Regions from separate parts of the Ovis aries genome. Here region 1 is linked to region 2. A link is a contact called in public Hi-C data. All regions are on one chromosome and are shown on one strand. The core of a region is the stretch at or near the end of the contact, and the rest is flanking DNA. Distances in the headings are between cores, read along the strand shown.

Evidence for each region. Hi-C and Micro-C count contacts between places; a contact is called where the count stands out from the background.
Region 1: a Hi-C map of blood shows a contact between it and region 2, with 2.4 times the contacts expected there. The contact joins two enhancer-like sites. A contact is called at or near these places in 5 of 16 Hi-C or Micro-C datasets (blood, hypothalamus, liver and 2 more).

Annotation. Positions count from the first base shown.
Region 1 is chr3:212,046,867-212,053,225 of ARS-UI_Ramb_v3.0, forward strand. All of the region lies in intron 1 of CRACR2A (calcium release activated channel regulator 2A), which reads left to right. Among named protein-coding and RNA genes, the nearest start is that of CRACR2A, 66 kb to the left of the region's middle. Within about 2 kb of position 2,170, at least 3 of the 54 cell types and tissues checked have an H3K27ac peak or open chromatin away from gene starts, as enhancers often do.
Region 2 is chr3:212,001,215-212,007,595 of ARS-UI_Ramb_v3.0, forward strand. All of the region lies in intron 1 of CRACR2A (calcium release activated channel regulator 2A), which reads left to right. Among named protein-coding and RNA genes, the nearest start is that of CRACR2A, 20 kb to the left of the region's middle. Within about 2 kb of position 2,692, at least 12 of the 54 cell types and tissues checked have an H3K27ac peak or open chromatin away from gene starts, as enhancers often do.

The sequences.
Region 1 (6,359 bases), core at 920-3,419, 45 kb after region 2:
CCGATTTGTTGAGAGTTTTTTTTTTAACCATGAATGGATGTTGAATTTTGTCCAGTACCTTCCGTGCATCTCTTGTGATGATCCTAGAAGAGCTATCTTTCATTCTATTCATGTGGTGAGTCACATTATTGATTTGTATAATTTGAACTATCCTTATAAATCCCACGGACAGAGGAGCCTGGTCAGCTGTAGTCCGTGGGGTCACAAAGAGTTGGACGTGACTTCACTCTTCACTTTATAACCCAGGCATGCATCCCGCTTGATTATGGTGCATGATCTTTGCAGCGGTGCTGTTGCTTTTGGTTTGCTAGTATTCTGTTGAGAATGTCTATTTTCATCAAGGATATGATGACAACACAATTGCTTAAACATCAAATGACAGAGATCTGTCCCAGCCCATTGGGGAAGTTGGTGAAACAAGTAAAATATCACCTAAGTTTGTCTAAAGGAGGCCTCTGGATGAGAAAGCTTGTCACTCTTCCTAAATCTTCTCGCCTTGTAGTTACATGTGGGCAGAAGGGTCTGGAACCTTTGCCAGCACCTCTCCATGGGACACTGCTGCCTAGGTACTTGTTACTGATAGAAGTCACCTCCCCATGGAGCATGACCCATCTCTCCATCCTCTTTCCTCTAATCTCCTCCCTCTCCCATAGCAATGATGAGGGCATGTCTACCTTTGTGTACAAACATCACTGCTCACTTTCATATTCAGTGTCCCATCTGACCCTCCTTCATGGGACAGGTGGAAAACAGTCCTGTGTCCACCCTGATGCCCCAAGCTCTTAGCTCTTTACTCTAAGTCCCTATTTTCCCTTTGATTATCATGTTCCACCTGCTTTTGAAACTTGGCAGGGAAGGACTGGAACTAAGGGGATCTGGGAGCACGTATTTAACAGAAAACATGCAGAACATTCTCATTCGTGCTGAGTTGAGAGAGCTGTCTTAGGCTGAGTTGCCCAGAAGCAGGCCCCGAAAGAGTGATTTGCTTGATTATGCTCAGTCAAATGATGTATTAAGGAAATGCTCCAGGAAGACCTAGTGAAGGAGTGATTCACAGGACAGGAGAGAGGAGGAAGCCAAGGGTTTGATGTGGGACGGAGGTCCAGCCTCAGCCTGGTTCCATAAGAGTGTAAACCCAACTCAGAGTCATGTCAGCTGGAGACTGGGAAATGGGCTTCCCCACTTCCGCACCAGGCAGGCATCGGCTGAGAGCTATTTAGGGGTGACTGGGAAACTTCAGGCACTCCTGGCTCTGCCCGTAAGAGAGAGTAACTCCAGAAGCCCAATGGTCGGCCTTCTAAGAGTCCCAGGTGCAGGGAGCTAGGGCAAAGGTGGGGGCAGTGGAGGGGGTTGGGTAGTGCACAAATGTTGGAAGGGATGTGGGTGGAGCATCTGTAGTGTTGCCTGGGTAACTGCATCCATAACCGTGTTCAGCTGTACCACACTGATGCCTCTGCCTCTAAAACCACTTTGAAGCTTCCTCATTGGCCAAATGGGGATCCTGTTAACTTGCCCGTTATCACAGGATGATTGTGAAAACAAAGTGAAAGAAGTCGGGGGCCCAGAACCTTCTTGACAACAATAGAGACATTACACAAAGCCAGGTGCCATTATCCAGTCATTCTCTCTCAGGATCAGAGGATATATTAGCTCGTGGTCTTTGCCCGTCTGGCCGGCATCAGCACTGACAGCCTTTGGAGAGAGCTTGTTCTGTTGGGAAGAAAGCAGGCACTTTTTTTTTTTTTTAATGTTGATACATTTTGCAGCGATGTCTTTAATATATACCAGCCGCCTTGAAATACATCTAATTAACCACCAGATCTCATGCTGAGCCTGTGGTTGGCTTTGATGTGCTCATCAGCAAGGAAATATTGGAAGACTAATCATAACAGGACTTAGCTCCTATAAAACACCTTTTATCTTCAAAGTGGTTTACAACCACTAATTATGAGAAGAATGAGGGTGAACAGCAGCCATCTCATGGAGACCCCAAACCATTATCAAGGCCTTTAATGTGTCTTATAATAGAGCAAGACAAGTGTGAGCGGGGCTGTTGAACATTAGCTGTCCAGACTTGGGAGAGTTGTTTTACAGTGGTAGAGACAGCTGTTCCCTGTCTCCCTTGAGGTGGAAAAGGAAATTGGACCTAATTCAAGGGAAGAAGAGGTGCGGTGTAGCAGTTGCGAAAGGCACAGCAGCTAGAGTGGTGAGTCGCCCTCTCAAAGGTGTTCCCATAAACCTGCCCTTATAAACGGGCTGGTGGGGCAGGTGTCCTTCCCAGTGGCCTGGGAGGGTGAGGTCACGTCATAAGGTCCTCTCCCGCTGGGCCTTCAGTGGTAGATTTCTGCGCTTCTTGACTGTGTCTTTTCTGAGGGGGTTTTGTTGTTGTTGTTTTTTTTTTGTTGTTGTTGTTGTTGTTTTGTCTATGAGTTTATTTGTTAGAATTGTATCAGGGGTGGAGGAAGCCAATTTGGGTTTCATCATGATAAGAACAGGCTTCCCTGGTGGCACAGTGGTAAAGAATCAGCCTGCCAGTGCAGGAGACATGGGTTCGATCCCTGGGCCAGGAAGATCCCCTGGAGAAGGAAATGGCAACCCACTCCAGTATTCTTGCCTGGGAATCCAATGGACAGAGGAGCCTGGTGGGCTACAGTCCATGGGGTCACAAGAGTCAGACACGACGGAGCAACTAAATGACAACAACAGAGTGATAAGAATAGTAACAGGAGCTGACACCCATAGGTGTTACTCATGCCCTCATTGTACAGGTGAGGACAGAGGGACTCAGAGAGGCTGAGTAGCCTGTTTGTGGCCTTGGACCTGGCATTCTTACCTCTGCAGTAAGAGCCTGCTGTAGAAGGTGGGGTGACTTGTCTGAAGCTCCCTGATACTGTGTGTTGAAGAAGTAAAGAGTAATCTGATATGCAACAGGGAAACTCTCCTTTCCAGACTAGCCTGTCTCCTGAGCTAAATATTTTAATCTTGAGCAGTGGGTGCTGAGGAAGCGTCATCTTTGTTCATCTATGTTCCGGTCCCGCCAGAGGGTCTGCCCAGGGCTGTGGGGCAAGGAGGGGGCACAGGCATAAATGATGGGCAGGCCACCTGTGCGACTCTGAAGCTTGGGAAAAACACATTTTCCCAGGTGCTAAGGTGGATTTAACTTATATGCAGAGTACATCATGAGAAATGCTGGACTGGGTGAAGCCCAAGCTGGAATCAAGATTGCCGGGAGAAATATCAATAACCTCAGATATGCAGATGACACCATCCTTATGGCAGAAAGTGAAGAAGACCTAAAGAGCCTCTTGATGAAGGTGAAAGAGGAGAGTGAAAAAGTTGGCTTAAAACTCAACATTCAGAAAACTAATGGGACCTGACATCTGGTCCCATCACTTCATGGCAAACAGATGGGGAAACAATGGAAACAGTAACAGACTTTATTTTGGGGGCTCCAAAATCACTGCAGATGGTGATTGCAGCCATGAAATGAAAAGATGCTTGCTCCTTGGAAGAAAAGTTAGGACCAACCTAGACAGCATATTAAAATGCAGAGACATTATTTTGCCAACAAAGGTCCATCTAGTCAAAGCTATGGTTTTTCCAGTAGTCATGTACGATGTGAGAGTTGGACTATAAGGAAAGCTGAGCGCCAAAGAATTGATGCTTTTGAACTGTGGTGTTGGAGAAGACTCTTGAGAGTTCATCCTAGAGGAAATCAGTCCTGAATATTCTTTGGAAGGACTGATGCTGAAGCTGAAACTCCAATATTTTGGCCACCTGATGTGAAGAGCTGACTCATTTGAAAAGACTCGGATGCTGGGAAAGATTGAAGGTGGGAGGAGAAGGGGATGACAGAGGATGAGATGGTTGGATGGCATCACTAACTCAATGGACATGAGTTTGAGCAAGCTCCAGGAGTTGGTGGTGGACAGGGAAGCCTGGTGTGCTACAGTCCACGGGGTTGCAAAGAGTCGGAGATGACAGAGGGCCAGAACTGAAGGGGGATCTTAAACATACCCTGACCTTTAAGTCTCAGGTTGGGAATACAGTCTACAGAGTCATCAGCCATTGTCACCTGGGTAGACAGTGGGGACTCACAGATCACCCTCTCAGGAGACCCTGGGCAGAAACAGTAGCCTCACCATTTTCCCTTCTTTGTGAGAGCTGATGGTTGGTGGGTTGACATCACTTGTGGTGGGAAGATTGACACCATAGCAACAAGCAGAAGCTGCAAATTGAGGCTCTCCCCCACCCTCCCCAGAGAACCAGCTGTGAAATATTGTGGTATCTTTTTTTCTAACACTTATTTCCAACACCAAATGTGTGTCCTTGGATTGTCAATTCAATTCTGAGGGCTTGTGAGCCCCTACCCTGTGGGGTCTGCGTTAGTCTCAGAATTGAATTGACAGTGAAGCCCCACTCAAGACAGATGAATCATAGTGGAGAGTTCTGACAAAACATGGTCCACTAGAGGCGGGAATGGCAAACCAGTCCTGTATTCTTGCTGCAAGAACCCCATGAAGAGTATGAAAAGGCAAAAATATATGACACCAGAAGATGAGCCGCCTGAGTTGAAAGGTGTCCAGTATGCTACTGGAGAAGTGCAGGGGGCAATTAGTAATGGAAAAGACCCTGGCACTGGGAAAGACTGAAGGCAAAGGAGAAGGGGCGGCGGAGGGTGAGATGGTTAGGTAGCATCACCGACTCAATGGACATGAGTTTGAGCAGATTCTGGGAACAGTGAAGGATGGGAGGTTGGCATGCTGCAGTCCCTAGGGTCACATAGAATCAGACAGGAATTAGAGACTGAACGACAGCAACAGTAAGAGGGAAGGTCAGTCCTGTGAGTCGGTATGGCTGTGACCAGTCTCAGTTACAGTGGGGACTCAGTCTCAACCAGGGGCTGGTTGAGAAGGGGATGTACAGAGAGCAAGAGAGTGGCCACTGCAGGGGGCCTGAGCATACACCCCAATGTCTGACCCACCACAAATTTTCAAGTCCCCTCCTCAAGTTCATTAACTCTCTAGAAGGGCACACAGAATTCAGGAAGTGCCTTACTTATCACCCTTTGTTACAAAGGATACAACTGGGAAGCAGTCAGATGGAAGAGATGCCCAGGGTAAGGGAAAGATCCTAGGATCCTCCAGGTCCCCCCGAACCCCATCTGTTGGGGCTTCTTTATGTTGGCAGAATTGATTAAATCATTAGCCACGAGTGACTAAGTCAAGCTCCAGCCTCTCTCTCCTTCCTGGAGGTGTGGGATGGGGTTGAGATTCCAACACCCTGTGAATAAAAAATGTCACCTGCCATTTCAGTTAACAACCATATTGCAACCCTCAAGTCATCAGCCACAGCAGCGGCTCCCTGTGGTGCACGCTGAGGGGATTTAGGATGGAGAAAAACCAGGATACTGGCCCTAGATAGTTAAGAGGCATATCAAAGGGATAATTTCAATGAGCCCATCTCTTGCATCTTCTCAGACAGTAGAAACGGGCTAAATTCATTAACTTAAAATGTCTGGGGTTTGTGTGTGTGTGTGTGTGTGTGTGATTAGTAGTAATCTTTTAATCTTTGACTGTAAGTTTTATTTTTTCAGTAAGAACTCCTGTGTACCCGGAGTCCTCCCTTGCCCCTTTGAGACAGAGTGATCTGAGAGGCTGTTTTCCAGGGCTGGATTCTTTAGCAGTCTCCTTGTATAAAATATAGTTCTCAACTTTCAGGCCATGCATTTTTTTTTTCCAGTTGACACTTCTAATCACACGGTTGGTTCATCTGGCCACCAGTCCCCATCCTGAAACCCACCCAAAGCCACCCACCTAAAGTCACTCCTTAGCTTGAACTAAGGTGTGGTTGAAAGGGGCTCATCATAAATAACAAAAGACTCTTCTTTCACACAGGAAGTTCTAAGGGTTTTAGGAGCTCTGCACCAGAAACCAGGCACAAAGACCAGATAGATATTTCTCCTTGTACCACCAATACTTGGGCCTCCCTGGTGGCTCAGTGGTAAAGAACCTGCCTGCCAATGCAAGAGATGAGGGTCTGATCCCTGCGTTGGGAAGATCCCCTGGAGAAGGAAATGGCAACCCACTCCAGTATTCCCACTCCAGTAATCCATCCAATGGTGGATTTCCCAGGCAAGAGTACTATAGCCTGGTGGGCTACAGTCCATGGGGTCGCAAAGAGTCAGACACGACTTAGCAACTGAATACACACACACACACACACACACACACACACACACACACACACACACTACCAATACTTATCCTTCTCAGCCCTCACTCTCCAGGGCCAGTTAGGAAGCCAACACACAATTACTGAACACCTGTCATATGCAAAGTACCAGGCTGGGCATGTGT
Region 2 (6,381 bases), core at 1,442-3,941:
CTGGGTCCCCGCTTTGGAAGAGTAGTGGAATTCAGAAATAACACCCACCAGATTGTTCAGTTCTCTGTGAGTGAGGCGTACGCTATATGTTTGTATCTGGCACAGTATGGTATTTAGCGGTATAGACCCTGGAGCCAGGCATTCTGGGTTCACATCCTGCCAGGAGCACTGGCAGGCCGTGTGGCCCCTCTGTGCTTCGGCTGCCCCATCAGTAAAGCAACACGGGTCTCCCAGCTGTGATGGCTGCATGGGTGGGACAGCTGAGAGTTAGGACACAGCCTGGGCTGTGAGTACCAGAGGTCAAACCCAGTGCCCAGTGCCTCCTTGGCTCAGCACAAGTCTGTGAATGAACAGCAGCAGTCTTCGACTGCTCACCTGGCTGAATCCCCACAGGTATCCTTACCTCTGGATCAGAAAGGTAGGGACATAGCTCTGGGTGGTGCGGGAGGGAAGAGACTGATTGGAATGACTGGCCAGGGAGGCTTTCTCTGGGATTCTCCTAACAATCCTGACTCTCCTGGCTCGAGAAGGCAGGGGTGGAGTCCTGTGCGTTTGTGAGGAGGTGGAGGCATGGGAGGGAAGGGTCCTATGAGACCTCAAACAAGAGAAAGGATAGTCCTGACTCTGACCTTACGCAGGTCCACGCTGGCAGTAGCCACTAAGCTCCACCAGAGGGCGCCCTGGGGTTAGCATCCCTGAGCCAGGATTCGCTCACACCCTTCCAGGGGGTCTCAGCAGAACTTCTCAAGGGCTGTTCTTGTTCTCTATTGAATCTTTACCTCCTAGAGCCTTGGCGCTGTCAGCACCCACTCTTCATTCTTTCCTGTGACCTCGAGCCTCTGGTTAAGAATGATGTCCTGTATCAATTCACAGTATTTAGAGATCATGGTGAATGAGATGAGATTCCTCAGAGGGGATTGTATGGGGTCTTCTAAGCATTACGGATGTGGCAGAGCCACTCACTGTCAGCCTGTCTTCAATATATGTGTCTGTGTGCATGTACGTATGTGCGCGTATAGACTCATGAATGTGATAAGTGATCATAGAACCTCTTGATAAAAGTGAGGACAGTGAAAAAGCTGGCTTAACACTCAACATTCAGAAAACTAAGATCATGGCATCTGGTCCCATCACTTCATGGCAGATAGATGGGGAAACAGTGGAAACAGTGACAGACTTTATCTTTTGGGGCTCCAAAATCACTGTAGATGGTGATTGCAGCTGTGAAATTAAAAGACGCTTACTCCTTGGAAGAAAAGTTATGACCAACAAAGACAGCATATTAAAAAGCAGAGGCATTACTTTGCGAACAAAGGTCCATCTAGTCAAGGCTGTGGTTTTTTCAGTAGTCATGTATGGGTGTGAAAGAAAGCTGGGCACTGAAGAATTGATGCTTTTGAACTGTGGTGTTGGAGAAGACTCTTGAGAGTCCCTTGGACTGCAAGGAGATCCAACCAGTCCATCCTAAAGGAAATCAGTCCTGAATATTTATTGGAAGGACTGATGCTGAAGCTGAATCTCCAATACTTTGGCCACCTGATGCAAAGAACTGACTCATTTGAAAAGACCCTGATGTTGGGAAAGACTGAAGGCGGGAGGAGAAGGGGACAACAGAGGATGAGATGGTTGGATGGCATCACCAACTCAATGGACCTGAGTCTGAGTAAACTCTGGGAGTTGGTGATGGACAGGGAAGCCTGGTGTGCTGCAGTCCATGGGGTCGCAAAGAGTCGGACACGACTGAGTGACTCAACTGAACCGAGATGTCCATGCACTTTGAAAATATAATGTTTATATTCATGTTCCCTTAAACTATAAAATGCCTTACTTCTCTTACTGCTTGAGGCTTCTGGCTTGTTGTGTTCCCTCTACTTTCCCAAGACTGCAATCTCCAGAACTTAACTTGTTACTGAAACCAAACTCGGTCCCTTCCCCTGAGTGCAGTAAAGTCAATCTACCGACACCAGGTTGTAAAGAAGGAAAGGAGCGTTTATTGCAGGTGCCAAGCAATGAGTCCAGGAAAGCTAGTGCTCAGAACACTTGGGCTCCCTAACGGAGTTCTCAAGAAAGCATCTTTAAAGGCCAGGTGAGGGAGGTGGGGATCCAGGGTACACGATCCGCTTGTGCAGTTCTCTGATGGGCTGATGGTGGTACCAGGGTGGTGTCACAGGAGTGAACATTATCAGTCCTCAGCCTCCAGGAGGCCTGGGGGTATGTGCTCATGGTCGTCGAGTACGTAACATTTTCCATTTGGTGGTGGTTTTAGCATTTGTAAAAAAAAACTCAGAAAGTTTGAAGAGGGAAATGTAATTGGAAGACTTGTTCAGTGTAGAAGATACTGGCACTTTGGAGAGGGCTCCAAGAGAACTCTAAGGGGTAGAGGATGAAGGGAAAAGTGGACAAGGAAGAAGCTTCAGAGCTCAGAGTAAAGAGCCCACATGCCCGCTGGCCTCAGACCCCAGAGGGGAGGTCCCTGTGTCAGGAAGCATGCTGCCTGCAGCACGGCGATGGTGATGCTCTTGAGGACGAAGGTGCCCAGAGCTGGTGGCTGAGGGCAGCCTGCCACCCCCCTGTGACGCCACTGGGGTGCCTGCTTGCTGCTGCTCTGAAAAACAGACAAAGGGAAGGGGGAGAAAAAGGCCCTTCTTTCTCTCCCAACCATGCATCGCCCCGCCCACACTCCTATTGTCCAACCTCAGGGCCAGCCAGCTGGCAACAGGAAAGCTAGCCTGCAGAGTCCAGCTCCAGTATTACAAAGCGGGAGAAGGCTGGGGGAGGCGGGTGGAGCGGAAAGATGTGAAATTAATAACTGGTACAGATGGAAAGTACATTTTTTCCTCCCAAGGATGGAAGGAAGCCCAAAACACCATCATGTAAAAGGGAGATAGATTGACTCAGAGAGGCATTTGCACCTAAAAACCGAAGGTTTGGGTGAAAACATCTCTTGGAGCAAGGCTATGAGATGCATTCTGCTTGCTGCCAAGGTATTGGGTAAGCAAGACAGGATGTTATAAAGCCTATTGTGCAAAAAATGTGCAGAATGCTGAGGGCTCTTCAACTGAGCAAATGCCCAATACGGAGTTGATATAGCTGAGAAATGCATTCTAGAAGAAATGGAGTCAAAAGTCAATCATTGAAAGATCGCTCTTCAGGGAGGCTCTTTATTACTTTGAGAAACGATGATAAACTTTTTCTGTGCACATAGCATTTGGCAAGCCTCCCCCTCCCCCCTGCCCAACACTCGAGCTCTTGATATTTCTGGAGAGTCTAAGACTGAGGTTTGTAGGATCTGGGGCACAGCCATGATGAGCTGTGAAGCCCCCTCTTCCTGCCAGAAGGGAGTGGGTCTGAGGGTGACGAGTGGGAAGGGTTGTTTCCATGTGATAGAGAGGCAGTCAGGGACCCGTCTGGCCCGGTCTGCTGCCTGCACGTGTGACGTGGTGACCGATCCCTGCAGTCAGCAGTTCCTCCTCTCTCCCCAGAACCCTGACTTTCCTGCCTCCATTGCCGCTTCTCTAATTGCAAAGTGTCCTCCCTGATTTGCTCTTTAGAAAATCATGTCTGTCCTGCGAAGTGCTGACTCCCAGCCTTGCTGGGCAAATTGAACACATCGCTCTTGGAGATGCCGGTGCTGCCTACGCCAGTCCAAGGGTCCCTCTTCTCCACCGGAAGCCTGCCTCCCCTCCTGTCCATCCCAGCAGTGGTGAATCTGAGTACGTGTGGGACATCTACCCCCAGCTGCACCAGGTCCACGAGGACTGAGTTGGGCCTGAAGCCATTCTATAAGAGTGATAAAGAATCTGCCTGCCAGTGTAGGAATTGCAGGAGATGGGAGTTCAATCCCTGGGGCAGGAAGATCCCCTGGAGAAGGAAATGGCAGCCCACTCCAGTACTCTTGCCTGGAGAATCCCATGGACAGAGGAGCCTGTCAGGCTACAGTCCACGGGGTCGCAAAGAGTCGGACACAACTGAACGACTTAGCATGCACACGCATGCATTATGCTCTGTGTACATTTGGAAAAACTCACTTTGTACATATGAAAAACAGGTATGTACATTTGGAAAAACGTAAGCTCTACAAATTTAATTGTGTATAAATTATTCCTCAATAAAATTTTCTTGAAAGTTAAAAAGTACTTTCATACACATTATTCTGTTTGTTCTCCATAACAGCCTGAGAGAGGAATGCAGTGAAAATTCTCCCCATTTTATGTTTCAGAAACCCAGCGTCCAGACAAAAGATTCTACGAGTTGCCTGAGATCTCAGAAATGGGATGAAATTCAGCCTTTTACTCCTGTTCCATTTTTTCTTTCTATTACATGTTCTACTTAGTGGTTTCAGCGGCACCGTGAAACAGGGTATAAATTGGGTCTTTTATAAATAAGTGAATGGAATGCAAGGTTCCAGAGCCAAACCAAACCTGCAAGTTTCCTGGCACAGTGGACTAAAATAAAAACCTGAGCGTGAAGATGCTTCCTGGTTGGTTCAGTGGTGAACAGTCCATCTGTCAGTGCAGGGGACACAGCTTCGATCCCTGGTTTGGGAGGATCCCACAGGCTGCAGAAAAACTAAGCCCATGCCCCACAGTTAACTGAGACTGTGCTCCAGAGCCCAGGAGCCGCAACTGCTGAGCCCACAAGCTGCAACTGCTGAAGCCTGGGCACCGGAAAGTCTGCGCTCTGCAACAAGAGAAGGCACTGTAAAGAGAAGCCCAAGCACAGTAACTAGAGAAAAGCCCACCCAGCAGTGAAAACCCAGCACAGTCAAAATAAATAAATAAAGCTGGACGTAAAAATGCCCTCTACAGTGATCATTCACATGGGCAGGCATGGTGTATATTTCAAAACTTTAAATTAAAATATGATTGGTATATTAACACCATAATATGTTATTTTCAGGTGTACGATGTTTTTGTTGTTCAGTCACTCAGTTGTGTCCAACTCTTTGCAACCCTATGGACTGCGGCACGCCAGGCTTCGCTGTCCTTCACCATCTCCTGGAGTTTGCTCAGACTCATGTCCACTGAGTCGGTGATACCATCCAACTGTCCCATCCTTTGCTGTCTCCTCCTGCCTTCAATCTGTCTCAGCGTCGGGGTCTTTTCTAATGATTCAGCTCTTCGCATCACGTGGCCAAATTATTGGAGCTTCAACATCAGTCCTTCCAATGAATATTCAGGGTTGATGTCCTTTAAGGTTGACTCGTTTGATCTCCTTGCAGTCCAAGGGACTCTCAAGAGTCTTCTCTAACACCATAGTTCAAAAGCAGTAGGTAGTAATTTAGTATTTGCGTACTTTATGGAATGATCACCATGATAAGCCTACATCTGTCCCTGTACAGAATTATTATAATATCATTATTTGCCATGTTCCTTATGTTGTATATTATATCCCCACAGCTTATTTATTTTATCAGCTTTCCAAGTAGCTCAGTGGTTAAGAATCCACCTGCAGTGTAGGAGACATGAGTTTGATTCTTGGGTCAGGAAGACCCCCTGGAGAAGGAAATGGCAACCCACTCCAGTATTCTTGCCTGAGAAATCCCATGGAGAGGAGCCTGGTGGGCTACAGTCCATGGGGTCGCAAAAGAGTTGGAGACAACTTAGCAACTAAACAACAGTATTCCCTAGATCCATCCATGTTGTCACAAATGGCAAGATTTTGTTTTTTTAATGTCTCAGTACTATTCCATTGTGTAGGTACACACGTAATATGTACATATATATATATGCATGTGTATATGTATACATACGTATGGGCTGCCCCCGTGGCTCAGTGGTAAAGAATCTGTCTACAATGCAGGAGCTGCAGGGGGCAAGGGTTCGATCCCTAGGTCAAGAAGATCCCCTGGAGGAGGGCACAGCAACCCACTCCAACATTCTTGCCTGGAGAATCCCATGAGCAGAGGAGCCTGGCGGGTACAGTCCATGGGATCTCAGAGAGTTGGACATGACTGAAGCGACTTCACACTGCATACATATGTGCATATCATGTGCATAGATATGTTTTGTTGTCTTTTTCATAGTAGCCCTTCTGACAGGTTTGAGGTTCTCATTGGGGTTTTACTTTGCACTGCCCTGATGATTAGTGATGTTGAACACCTTTCCATATGCCTGTTGATCATCTGTGTGTCTTCTTTGGAGAAACGTCTATTCAGGTCTTCTGCCCAATTGTTGGGCAGTTGTTTGTTTTTCGATATTGTCTTGCATGAGTTCTTTGTATATTTTGGATATTAACCCCTTATCAGGTATATTGTTTGCAAAAATCCTCCCCCAGTCAATAGGCTGCCTTATGTTTCATTGATAGTTTCCTTCATTGTGCAAAAGCTTTTTACTTTGACACAGTCCTATTTTATTTTGCTTTTGTTTTCCTTGCCTGAGA